2 separate regions of the Triticum aestivum genome follow, and region 2 is linked to region 1. A link is a contact called in public Hi-C data. All regions are on one chromosome and are shown on one strand. Each heading gives the region's core, a stretch centred on a gene start, on an enhancer-like site or on the middle of the called end of the contact. The rest is flanking DNA. Distances are from core to core; before and after follow the strand shown. Region 1 holds the start of LOC123151499 (thaumatin-like protein 1b). Region 2 holds the start of LOC123151506.

Evidence for each region. Hi-C and Micro-C count contacts between places; a contact is called where the count stands out from the background.
Region 2: a contact with region 1 is called in a Hi-C map of leaf, with 4 times the contacts expected there. The contact joins the promoter of LOC123151506 here to the promoter of LOC123151499 in region 1. A contact is called at or near these places in 2 of 5 Hi-C or Micro-C datasets (both in leaf).

The regions. Positions count from the first base shown.
Region 1 is chr7A:244,319,438-244,326,362 of IWGSC CS RefSeq v2.1, forward strand. LOC123151499 (thaumatin-like protein 1b) reads left to right here and starts at 3,942. Exons shown (of 4, transcript XM_044571193.1): 1 at 3,942-4,374; 2 at 6,914-6,925.
Region 2 is chr7A:244,651,930-244,658,854 of IWGSC CS RefSeq v2.1, forward strand. LOC123151506 reads left to right here and starts at 4,114. Exons shown (of 9, transcript XM_044571202.1): 1 at 4,114-4,418; 2 at 4,896-5,102; 3 at 5,186-5,288; 4 at 5,381-5,460; 5 at 5,547-5,624; 6 at 6,388-6,479; 7 at 6,635-6,746; 8 at 6,868-6,925. The coding sequence starts at 4,245. It overlaps LOC123151507 (EEF1A lysine methyltransferase 4), which reads left to right and starts at 646. Exons shown (of 9, transcript XM_044571204.1): 1 at 646-1,009; 2 at 2,055-2,168; 3 at 2,255-2,323; 4 at 2,425-2,444; 5 at 2,519-2,571; 6 at 2,650-2,680; 7 at 2,764-2,842; 8 at 2,961-3,109; 9 at 3,203-3,439. The coding sequence starts at 838. The coding sequence ends at 3,259.

The sequences.
Region 1 (6,925 bases), core at 2,692-5,191:
TAAATCTGAGAAAAAAGAAAAAAAACGACGAACATTCGCTAGAACGAACGAACGGACGAACACTCGCTATTTAAATAAACCAGAAAAACCGATCTATTTAAAAAAACCGAATCTAAAAAAACCGACGAAAAACCGACGGTTTTTCGAAAAAAAACTAAAAAACGATGCAGAAAACGAGGCAGCGAACCTCGGGCGGCGTGCGGCGGCGCGGCGGGGCAGCGGCGGCGGCGCGGCGGGACGGCGGCGGCGGGCACTGGGGCTGGGGCGGCTTAGGGTTTCGGCTGGGGCTGGGCCTCCCCCGGCTTATAAAGGCTAGTCGGGCCGGAGTCCTAGTCGGACATGGCCCGTAGGTCGGTTCGTTTTTTTTATTATGCGCAGAATAAAAATAAAAAGAAATACTAAACGGACTCCAAAAATTCCGAAATAAATTTTGACGGGCTTCTAAAATCAAGCCTCACAAGATGAACATTTGTTTGGGGCGTAAATGCAATTTTGAAAACGCACATTTTTCCTAAATTCAAATAAAACACCGAAAAACTCCGAAATAAAATCTTATTTGATTTTATTATTAAATCCTCAATATTTCTTTATTTTGGAAAAGTCATTTTATTCCCTCTCTCATATTTTTGTAATAGAAATAATTGATGATAAAATAATTAAAATCAAATGATCTTATTCTCAAAATTTGAGAAAACTCAAATATGAAAATAACGAAATCCCCAACTCTCTCCATGGGTCATTGAGTTGCGTAGAATTTGTAGGATCAACCAAAATGCAAAATAAAATATGATATGCAATGATGACCTAATGTATAACATTCCAAATTGAAAATTTGGGATGTTACATCTTCGTAGAATATGTAGGAGCCAATATGGTCATCCAGGTTCCGCTATTGGTTATTGACTGAAGACGTGTCTCGGTCATGTCTACATAGTTCTCGAACTCGTAGGGTTCGCACGCTTAAAGTTCGATGACGGTTATATTATGAGTTTAAATGTTTTGATGTACCGAAGGAGTTCGGAGTTCCGGATGAGATCGGGGACATGACGAGGAGTCTCGAAATGGTCGAGATATAAAGATCGATATATTGGACGACTATATTCGGACATCGGAAAGGTTCCAAGTGATTCGGGTATTTTCGGGAGTACCGGGGAGTTACGGGAATTCGTATTGGGCCTTAATGGACCATACGGGAAAGGAGAGAAAGGCCTCAAAGGGTGGCTGCACCCCTCCCCATGGGCTGGTCCGAATTGGACTAGGGAGGGGGCGCACCCTTCCTTCCTTCTCCTTTTCCCTTCCCTTTCCTTCCCTCCTACTCCTACTACTTGGAAGGGCTCCTAGTTCTACTAGGAAAGGGGGAATCCTACTCCCGATGGGAGTAGGACTCCCCTAGGGCGCGCCATAGAGAGGGCCGGCCCTCCCCTCCTCCACTCCTTTATATATGTGGCCAGGGGGCACCCCATAGACACACAAGTTGATCAGTTGATCTTTTCCAGGCGTGTGCGGTGCCCCCCTCCACCATATTCCACCTCGGTCATATTGTAGCGGTGCTTAGGCGAAGCCCTGCGGCAGTAGCAACATCATCACCGTCACCACGCCGTCGTGCTGACGAAACTCTCCCGTGAAGCTCTGTTGGATCGGAGTTCGCGGGACGTCATCGAGCTGAACGTGTGCTGAACTCAGATGTGCCGTGCGTTCGGTACTTGGATCGGTCGGATCGTGAAGACGTACGACTACATCAACCGCGTTGTGCTAACGCTTCCGCTTTCGGTCTACGAGGGTACGTGGACAACACTCTTCCCTCTCGTTGATATGCATCACCATGATCTTGCGTGTGCGTAAGAAATTTTTTGAAATTACAACTTTCCCCAACATATAGTCCGCCGGCTCGCCATGGCGTGCTCGTCTGTTTGAGCAGACCCTTGTGTCAGATGCTATCAGCCGACCGTCATTGAGGGTGAGAGAAATGCTGAGATTCAGACACTCGAGTCTCTCCTATCAAACTAATATTTCAGATGAAAGTGTTGAACTAAGAAACTTATACAACCATAGTAGATTCACGCTATCACCAGTCCCCTTGTACATATGGAGCTTCCATGACAAAATAAAAAAAATCAGATGAACATCGCGCGTTGACACACATTCATAGAATGGCTCAAACTAACTATAACTAAAGGTATGGCTGCGGTGACACGACTCTTGGACCTATCATGTCCATGGCCACGAGAGACGCCATGACCATGGCCACCGCGAAGGCCAACTACAGGGCCACCACCAAGGCCTTGCCCATGGTCAACTACATGACCATATCTAACACCGTGGCAGAATGTGTGTAATGCAGTGTGGTTGTCATGCATGGCGTGGAAATACTCATCGATGTTGTCGTGCCAGGCCAACCATCCCTCTTCGTTGACACCCCGGGCACGGGAACCAAAATCTGCTCCTCCACCTCTGCTAATATATGGTCAAGCTCCTCCATGGCCAGGTCCATCTGTGCAGCCTCCTCCATGGCATGGTCCCTCTTTTCCCACAAGTTAGTGGAATCATCCGTTGGTTGTTCATCCTAATCGTCATCCCCAAAATTGAAGATGAGGGGGGTGTTCAATTGGGTGTGCCATCAGTATAGAAGTGAATAGTCGATTGGAGAGGCATATGGCGGTGGATCGACTAAGTGCTCCACCAAGTGCTCCATTTATAGGCCACCAGCCCAACACACGTGCAATTAAGGAGGTGGTTTCAAAGGTGACAAGCGGCCAGCTAGAGTCAGCCAAAGGGCGAGTCTCTTATGTGTGGGAGTTCGTGCAACTTTAAAACCCCGCCATGGAGCAAGAAGGAAGAAGGTGAAATTATGTTACACAATTGAGTCCTATAAGTACACGCCATACGTTGGCTGACATGTGGGCCCACAACATACGTAAAGTCCCACCACCTTCGAAAAACCCCACTCCCCTTCTTCCTCACTCGCACTGCACCTTGCTAGACGCACCTCCTCATTCACAACTCCGCCCGGATCCCTCAACTCGATGCCCCTCGTGGTCGATTGTCGCCGCAGGCTGCAGTCGCCGACAAACGCCACTGCCTTTCGCTTCTGCCCCTCGTTGTATCCTATCGGCACCGACTATCGCTAGCATTGCTTGCTATTGACCCACCTCTTCCCTATTAGGTTTTCTCATGGAGAACTAGGTAAGTGAAATCCTCATCAATCTCTTATAGTTTGTAGCCCACCTTTCACTGGTAATCCCCTGACGCCAATCGTCATGCATGCATTTCTCTTAAGTATGCTTCGAGGGTTTTCATTCGTAGTGCCCAAAGTGCCAGGACACAAGAGGTCTATATGCCCTCGGCCAAACGACCGAGCTGTTCAATCTCACCCTACCATAGGACTTCTGTAATCGCACAATATGTTCTTCAACAAGACATGGGCTAATCTTTCCTATTTAGTACTAATCTGAATGTAGCAGAACTGATGCGGAGTCAAATAGTTGATGATTTGGTAAGAACTGCACAGGTCTACTTTTGGACAAATTAGGAATACTTGTTACTTTACAAATATAGTATTGCTACATTTGGATGAAAGGTGCCATGCATGATGACAAAGAGGAAAGTCTTGCTATATTAGGCAAATTATCGTTCTACTATTCTTTTAAACACGCTCGTATTTGCAAACAAATTGTTGCTACATTTTGTTTGCAATGCCATAATATCTGCATGACAAATAATGCTCATACTTGGTTCATAAATCATCTCTTATGCATAAGCATAACACATTTTTGGATAACAATTAAACTATTTGTTTATATTCATGTCCTTCCAATGGCGAAGTATCAAGTGAAAACGCTCATTTGATGAAAATCTGGAAACTCATCACATGGGCCATCGGATCAATAAGGAGCGACACAGATCTTAGGTGGAACCACCACCAGCCACTTAAACACGAATTAACAAATAACCCCTTCTTTTACGCACCAGCTCCTTGACGTTTCGACTATGATCGATTCGTCTTCAATCTCATCAACGGGATGGAGACTTGCCCTACGCTGGCCATGCCGGCGACCATAAACTGTCTCCCTCCGCCCGCGACGAAGAGCCCTCCGCCGGTCCTGAACTATTTCCCTCCGCCGGCCATGATCCCTGCCCCTCTGCTGGTTTTGAGTCGCCCTTTAGAAGATGCATCGACGCTGCCTCTCCAAGATCTTGCTGCACCTCCGTCCCCTACCATGCCTCAACCTCTTCTTAGCCCTGCACAAGTAAGCAACATAGTACAGCGGCATCTGCTTCATGTACTAATTGTACTTGTATGGCGTCATAGTCTTATTGCCACAACATCCTCATAGCCCTCCACCTGATGGTTCAGCTAGCACTAACTGAATCAAGGTAAAGTTGTCCTTCTTCAATTGTACTCCGTACTTCTGAAGCATCTGGATCGAGCTTTCTTGTTTGTTGTTTCGTCAGCTGCTGTGACTCCTGCTCGCCCAACATACACCCTTGCACTGACTTATGTGTAAACTTCCATCCAACACACACTTGCTTGTATTCAGAAAATTTTGTCTTGTACAAATTCTCAGATTACATCATTGGAGCACCGTTCAGACTAAATAAAGATAATCAACAATGCTTTCACGCTGAGTGATAACACCTCACAATATCAAAATTGCATTCAGATTTTTCGTCTCTACATCACAAGCTCGCACAACAAATCTGCTAAATTTGGTTGGAAGGAGCAACAGCCCATTCCTCACAGGGGAGCTTCGGCGAGGTGGACGCCTACATTGGCGCCGTTGGTAGCCCCGCTGGCTATGGCCTGATACCTTCGTAGCATCCACCCGGCGGCAGCGCCATGGTGGACGGCAGCGTCGTAGGTCGTCGCGGTGGGGGATGGCAGCGCCATCGGGCGTCGCGGTGGGGGCAGCCCCATCGTCTGTTGTCGCGGTGGGGAATGGCTCGGCTCCGCCGTAGGGGGAGGCCCCGTCGTCGGTCATCGCGGTGGGGGACGGCGGCAGCGCCATGTCTTCGCGGTAGGGAGCAGCCATGGATAAGGCGAGATAAGAAAGAAATTGTGGGAAGGAATATCCTACCCCGTGGGCAAGACAGGGGGTTATTTGAAAAGTAGCATAAGTGGCTGGTTAGCGAGCCCACTTCTCATCTGTGCCATCAGTTAAAGAGATCCAACAGCTCGGGTCGCAAGTTTCCAGATTTTCATCGAATCAGAGTTTTCACTTGATACTTCGCCCCTTCCAATAGCACACCTATTTCTTTCCTTTTGATAACATACTATTTCTCGCAAATTATGTTTTGGTATTATTTTTTGCGGTACATCCTTGCTTTGCAAGAACACCTGTACTACAAAAGTTTGGCTTTTCCATCAACAAAGACTTCATTACTAGGTCACATTGCACACAAACCATGAATATACCTTTCAAGTTTGGCTCAATAATGATGAAGAAGGTCTCCTATTTTGATGGGGACATTCGGAAAAGACCTTGCTAGGTGTTACTCATTGGAAGTCCGTACATAAATATTACATGATATAACGCAACCCGATCTTATCATCCATGTGGCCTTACCCGACAAGATCCATCCATGATTCATCCAAGTTAGTTTTCTTTCAACTTCTTGCATGTTAATCATCAGTCAGCAGTGTACCCATTGTGCCAGCTAATTAATATTTGTATTTGCAAATGGCAGCAATTTTTGATTTCCTTTTGTGGCTATGTTGCTACTTCTAACTTAATGAACGGTCAACACACACTACGTCTATTTTAACGGTCAAATGTAACATTTGGCCCTGACAGCTGTCCACCCATGTCATAATCGGGTTCAATTTGAGCCCAATTGATTACGAGTGTTTTCTGCGAAAAACTAAACAAAACGATAGGTATCGACGAAAAAGAATAAGTAGGTAGTTTTTTGAAACCCTAACCGTAATTGTCGTAGTTTTTTGCTATTTACCCGTGGTTTGCATGTGAATCGTGAATTTTGCATTCACGGAAGTATGCTTTCCTTACAAAGTTATACTACGAACTGGCACTTTCAAACAGCTACTACTTGTATTGTGACACAGATGCTGATAAGCTGCAGCATAGGCTGTTTGAAGCATAAAGTAGTTATGCATGGATGGTTATTCTTGTTGTGATACCCACTTGGAAGCTATGCTTTATCTGAACTGATGGGTAAGGTGGCATTTTTGTTCTCTGGATCTGCGAAGGTAGCACCTGGCATCTCTTTAAATACTACCTAAGAGATTTAGTTGTTCTAAGTAGAATCTGTACCATGGATGTGAGAAATTGATGCCTTTTTTTAGGGACCAACCGTCTAGTTCTACGGTAATTTTCTATTAATGAACTGAAAAGAGTTTACAATATGTACAAAACACAAACAAAAAAGAAGGTAGGCAGAAGCCTCTATCCTCTATCTTCTATCCAATGCCAGTTTTTTCTAACATAATGATACTAAGAGAAGGTTATGTCTTTCTTGCTATCTTGTACTTCCTCTTACTGCCGCAAAGCCAAGTTTGCAGTTTACATCCCCTGAAAGCAATGTCAGAGAACATACTCTAATAGGTTGTGCCAGAAATGGGACAGTTGAATGCTCTAATTTGAGAATGGTCCCCTTCAAAAATTTACTTTATTTGAGATTGGTCAATGTGGACTGGAATGGTCATATCATAGCCTGATGCCTCGTGGAAGTGGGTAGATAGAGCACGGGACATACATGTACAGGACACTGACTCAATGCACTTTTGGTTATGGTGATCATTATATGGAAAATGAGGATTGGTTTAGACGGACAAATGAAGTTACCTTGTGTGAAATTAAGGCATACACGCCTACGAATGTTCTTTTATAGGCTCCTAGCAGCATTTTCACTTGTGCGTGTCACTTGGATTCTTACAAAGGTATTTCTTCTCTCTTAGGCCACCCCATCC
Region 2 (6,925 bases), core at 2,864-5,363, 330 kb after region 1:
GACGTCGGCCTTGTGCTGCGCGGCCGCCTCAGCGGCGAAGTCGGCAGCGACTTTCTTCTCCTTCTCCCTTGTACGCTAGGCCCCCTCTTGGCCGATCCTTGGTCGAGCTTGGCGAGCTCCGTCAGCGTGAGTTCCGACCGCAACTTCTTGGGACCTTTCCTCTTCGCCGCGGGGCACCCGGTAGCGTCCAGGTCGCCGGGATTCTTTGGGGCGCCGACCATGAAGGAGGGAGGGAAGGGGGAGTGCAGGAGGGTTTTAGGGCAAATGGAGGGAAAGTGGACGCACGTGTCCCCGTCGGACGGGCCGGGGAAGGACAAGGGTGCACGTCCCGCCCATCTGCGCCATGTCCATTTTGACGCAAACACGGCTCAAAGTTGAGCCGGGAATGGATCGAAACCGGACCGAAAACATGCATTTATCCGTTTGCTTTCGCATGTTGCGCCGTGTTTTCTGTCCGTTTACCCCAAAATGACGGGACCGGACCATTTAGAGTCGTGCATTGGAGTTGGCTTTACGTTATCCAAACGGATAAAATCCGGACAAAACATATTGTCCATTTGGGTAGTTGCATCACCATGATTGAAATGTTCTCCCCATCGTCCATCGGCCATCGCACTCCGTTTCCGCACGTGCACCAGCGCACCGGGATCGCATCGCACTGCGCGAACCACTCCCAAAGTCCCCACTGGACTCCACCCGCCCCTCCCCACCCCGCGGATCCGGAATCCTCCACGAATTAACGAGTTTCCCCTCCCCTGCTGCCCGGCCGGCGCGCGCGGTCACCATCGTCCATCGACCGAAGCCAGTGCGCCCCCGCGGCCAGATCCGAGCGGAGGGATGACGGGGGCGGCGTCGCAGGCGTACGGGGAGGCGTGGTACTGGGACGAGCGGTACCGCAAGGAGTCGGGGCCCTTCGACTGGTACCAGAAGTACCCCGCCCTGGCGCCGCTGCTTCGCCTCTACGTGCGCCCGCACCAGCGCCTCCTCCTCGTCGGATGCGGCAACTCCGGTGAGTAGCCTATCTTTGCTCCACTCGCCCATGCACCCTCGGGGCGGGATCGATCAGGGAGGGAGTTTCTCTGGGCACCTTGGTTGACCTGCTCCAGCGTCTCTGGTTGGGATCGCCGGGAGACTATTCACTCGATCGATCAACTGGAATGCAATGTAGAATGTGTGCTCTACGGAGTCTTTATGTTTTTGTAGAATGAATCGAATGCTGTTAGACACAAAGGTTTCCTCAATCAGACAGCATTTGCTCAATGGTATTCCCTCAGTGCGATTACGTGGTAACAATACAATCAAAGCAACTCGTGATGTAGCAAGTTAATATGTTACTACTTATTACCAATCTGAGACAACCGGCCTCTCGGCCCTTTACCCCATTACCACTGAAAGCATATGACAAATATGATGCGTTGCGGTTCATGGCCCCATGTCTGGCCAAAACATCATGTGCAAAGTGACATGCGTGTATGAGCGACGTTGCTTTATCAGTGTCACACGTATGTCAGCAAAAAGGTGAAATGGGGTTGTGAGACATATCCCCTAGCGACTCCCTTCCCCAAAGCCGGACCCCTTGTAGTCAATGGATACGGAGTACGTACTAGTTAACTTAATTTAATGAACTACTGGTGATATGGAAATTTATGTACCACATTTCCTTTAATCAAATTTTGATAATATTTTGGTCCTAGTTGAGAGTTATTGAAGCATGATGGCCTCCTCGATCCATTTAGGTGCACCGTCTTGGGTTCATAAAAACTTACTGTCTGATAATTAGCACAGAATTGGCGAGTTACACAGTCCATTCTCATCTTCTATTGTCTTCTACTTATTGTATTGACTGTTAGGCATAGATAATGACGGAATTATTCTTATCCCTTTTGAAACTGGTTGTTTGTTGATTGAGATATTTTTTATCACTAATTTGCTATGCAGTTTCAGACTATATGATTTATTTCTGAATTTAGATGCAATTGTTATATTATTGCCAGCATGTTTATTCTTGGTTTAGTTGAAATTACTTGTTTTTAATCTATTTCGATGTTTCACAGTTTTTGGTGAAAACATGGTTCAGGATGGTTACCAGGACGTTGTCAACATTGATATATCGTCTGTGGTGATTGAACAAATGAAGAAGAAATACCATGATAAGCCTCAACTAAAATGTATAATCTTTGTTCCCAACATTCAGACATTGAATCCCTACGGAGTATCTACGGCTTACTATTGTATTATTTCCTGCAATTTACAGATACGAAGATGGATGTAAGAAACATGTCAGACTTTGAGTCTGGTTCATTTGATGCTGTTATTGACAAAGGTATCGTTATGATGTAAATGTAATGGTTGCCAGCATTATGGAACATCTATGCATGCGTATGTAACATGCCATTGGGTTCTAAACCATTCTGTTATTTGCAGGAACACTAGATTCTATTATGGTGAGTCAATTGTTGCCAGGATACTCAGATATTCTTCCCATGCCATACTCAGAGCCGTGTTTCTTGTATTGTAGTGCGGCCAAAATTCACAAGAGCATGCAGCGAAGATGCTAGGGGAGGTGAACAGGTAAATAATGGACTGATATTTGTTGTGATATCTCTGTTTATTTGACTATAGCTTTCTATTTGTTTCTTCTATCTGCAGAATCCTCAACGATAAGGGGGTCTACATCATGGTAATTGATAGTATTATTAACATGGTAACTCTGTGGTTTTCTTCTTGTGTTTATAAACTTCTTTGAGTGTCACAATGCTACAGATTACTTATGGGGATCCAAGTTATCGATTGAATCTTCTGAAGGACCTCCAATTTTGGACAGTAAAGCTTCACGTCATAGGTTAGTGGGTTTTGCCACCGGTTCGACTTAACGACGTCCTACTCTTGACCCTTTTGATCTATTATTTTTATTTTCTGAAGCTCTAAATAACAGTGTTATCTGTTTTATGATTTTACATACACAATCGACATAGCAGATAGGTGGGAGAGAAGTTCCAAAAAGACATGGGATCTGACCGAGCCACTGCCTTTACAAGATGATAGTACATCGATTATCAACCTTCTTGGCCCAAAACCTGATGTTCACTATATTTATGTCTGTATAAAGGTTAACCGTCGACAAGCTTGTCATAATCATCCGAACTTGCTTCCTGAACTCTTCATATGACTAGTTATTGAATAATCTTACATTGTTATGCAGGACAACGACAGTGCAAGGGTGGACTTGAAGGCCGAGGTCAATGAAGCAGACAAATGATCGCATATTATAACCTTTTTGGATCATCGTGTATAACCAGTGTAGCGAATAATGTAGGGAATACATTTTGTAACTCTTGACTTGTGTCGTTGTTGGCAACAATTTAGCAAAATTACAGCTAGGATGTTGCTTCTTCGATCATCGAATTTGGAATAGAAATGAATGTGCTGTTTTCATGTCTTTCGATCTTGTGTAGAATTTATTTCCGTGTTCACGGAACAGAGGACCCGCTCGGAGTGTGGGAAATCTTAGAGAAAATGATCTCGGTTTTCTACATAAAGAAAAGCCAGAATCTTGTGGGACGGAAAAGTATCTTGGGAAAATTTGTGGATGTTCACAACATATGCCTAGAACCCCTAAAAAAATATGAAAACAGTTTTCAAAAGTTTCGTTTTTTTTTGTTTTGGGTCTTCACAACATGTGTTTACAATTTCTTAAAACTTCAGAAGAGAAACTTGAACTTTTTAGGAATTGTCGACACATATGTTGTGAACATTCACATTGTTCCCTGATTTTTTTTGAAACTTCGGAATTTGACTTTTGTGAGTTGGGAGCATGGTATGTCTAAGTGTTGAAAGCACCGGATACTTTCCACTCCTGGCCTTTGTGGCCATTTTGGCGAACCCGCATGCAATTTTTCTTTGTTTTCAGAAAATATAAGGGAACAACTTTTTTATTTGACCTAAGTGTGATTTTTTTTCTTCTGCGTCCATCATGATTCAGTTCAGGCATTCAGCCCAGGCAAAGGGAAAGTGGAAGAATCCCTCAGTGGGACGGATCGACGTCCAGCTTCAATCCAACGCCTCCAGATTCGGCACGTCTCCTTCTCTTTCCCACCACCTCCCTAAAAATCCCTCTCCCCCCTTCTCTAGCCGCCTTCCTTCGGCCCCGCAGCTTTTCTCTCTCCTCACCGTCGCGCGTGTGCCCCTCCTTTCTGTCTCTCTCTCCTCCGCGCGCGCTCCCTCACTCTCCTCCCATCCGTCTAATGGAGGCCCTCGCCGGCGCCGCCGCCTCGTCCGCGCTCCTCCCGGCCTTCCCCGCCCACCAGCCTCACTCCCGCGTGGCGCTCCGCGCCCGCCCCTGCGGCCCCCTTCGCGCGGCCGCCGGCGGCGGAGGCAAGGACGACGCCGCCAAGCCGAACGGGACCCCCGTCGTCAAGGTAACAAACAGTGCCTGAACGCTTACGTGATGCAAAGTAAGAAGTGATGAAGATTTTGTTTGGGTAGTGGTTGCTGGGAGACGGGTGTGCCAGTGTAAAACATGTTGGGTTTAGGGATTTCTGTCAGATGCGAGGCCTGGGGCCTACCCAGACCTGTGGTGTTTCATTGTGTTCTTATTACGAGGTGACTAGGTTTCGAAGCTTGATATCTTTGAGATCGTTCGGTAAGTTTTGTGGATGTCATGAAAATAAAATAAACCTCCTTTTGTACCAATGAACATAGAACTTCCCAATAATAATTAGTTGAGAATCATGTCTAGCTTAGGGGTTCGCAAAGATATTAGTTAGCTTCTTGCTAGATTTTTTTAAGGTGATCCTGTATTTATATTTTGAAACTCAGGAGTGAATCAGGTCATTTTCTTTTAGTTTGCCTTTAGTGGGTCACATATCTTTGGTTTGTAATAAATTGCCTGATAGTTGAAGGTTGATCCAAGTCAAAACGGAGCTCTCGGTCCGGTCACAACTGACAAGTCACGCACGACCTCATCAACCAATTCAACTCCGGACTCCAGTGGATCCAGAGCTGGCTTGTTCAGAACCCCTATATCTGGTGGTGTGCAGAGTGCAACTTTTGCCCATGGTTTACCTCCACCGGCTTTGGCTGTTCGCAATTTAATGGAACAGGTAGCTTCTGTTACTTATCTCCTGGCCTTTGGGCTATTTTCTAGCCGGCTGGATGCTTATTCCTGTCTTACTGTGCTCACTAGGCACGATTTGCTCATCTATGCACTGTCATGTCTGGCATGCATCATCGACGTGCTGGATATCCATTTGGTTCACTTGTTGACTTTGCTAATGACTCAATGGGCCGTAAGATAGCTACTTTGGTTACATTTTGGATATAACTTGTACACTCTGTTTGGCCTCCTTGGGTAATTATTTTGTGTTGATGTCTTGCACAGACCCAATATTTTCTCTGTCGCCCTTAGCAATCCACACTAGAAACTTGCTCTCTGATCCAAGATGCACACTTGTTGTCCAGGTATGAAGTTTCTCGGCATGTTTTACTGGAAGTATAAAGGTTTGCTTGCTAATAATAGGATAACAACATCTAGTCCTTCATTACAGGTACCTGGATGGAGTGGATTGTCTAATGCTCGTGTCACAATATTTGGTGATGTCTACCCTTTGCCAGCTGAGCAACAGGTTCCTATTTAGCTGCCTTTGTTGCTTGATAATTGATAGTGCAGTCATCTAGGTAATTACTTTTCTATGGATAATTTTTTTGAAAGAAAAATGTAAGGAAACTCCAACAGTATGAATAGGAACCTGAAATACACGTCCATGAGGACTTAAATGGGATTGTACATCCTCTAGAACCCAAGTGATGGAAAAAAATTATATGAGACCAGGTCTCATGAGCTAGCAGGTGAGACCCACCCTGATGGATGACACGTGGCATTCACAAATCATAAAACATCTAATCTCCCCCCCCCCCCCCCTGATTTCAAGTGGGGGGTGGGGTAAATGCTTTGTGATTTGTAAATGCCACGTGTCATCCATCAAGATGGGTCTCATAAGCTAGCCCGTGAGACCTGGTCTCATATAATTCTTTTCCCCAAGTGAGCTAGCTAGGGTCACTTCCTTTTTCTCTTTCCTATGGATAGCTGGCATGTCAATCATTAAGAATTTGGCTCCTCCCATTGTGTGAAAACCATCTGTGGACTAAGTTTTCAAATTATAAATTCTCTGAGTAAGTAATTTTTGTTGAGCTTGGTTTTTGGTCTTCCCTTTTTTTTGGCTGCACTTTTCTCATGGCATGGGCTGAAAGAGAATAGATGTTCTGTCATGGCTGTTAACATAATACATGATCGATATGCATGACCATTAAGAGTAAATGCAGATTTATTCTTCCATTTGTGATTTTAAAAGATTTCATGAACTGACGGTGAATACATGTATCCGCTAGGAATGGGCACATAAGCAATATGTTGCAAAACACCAACAATGGGCGTCTCAACAGTGGGGAAATTTTTACTACTACAGGATGCAGAATATCAGGTCTGTGATTTGATTTGATGAGTTATACTCTTCCATCATTTCAGGTTGATGAATCCATTTACCGTTTACACAGATGCACATCCCTTCTCCCTTCCATTACTCATAGATGCTTGTGTAACTTATGATTTGTGACAAACTATTTGCGGTAACCACAGCGACATATATTTTATTGGAGGCTTTGGCACTGTTGCATGGGTAGATGTGAAACAGTATGAAACTATTCAACCTGACAAGATAGCAGTTGACGGCGGCGAACAAAGCTTAAAGGTAAACTATGAATGCCATTATCAGCAGATTAGCTGGATCATCATATTAGTCATGTGCCCGTACATGTAATATGTGAGTACAGTAAAACGTCGACCACTTTTGATGGATGCTCTGCATGTAGGAGTTGAACGCTATTTTCTCTAAACCACTTAGAGAGTTCATGTCTGCTGAAGGGGAGG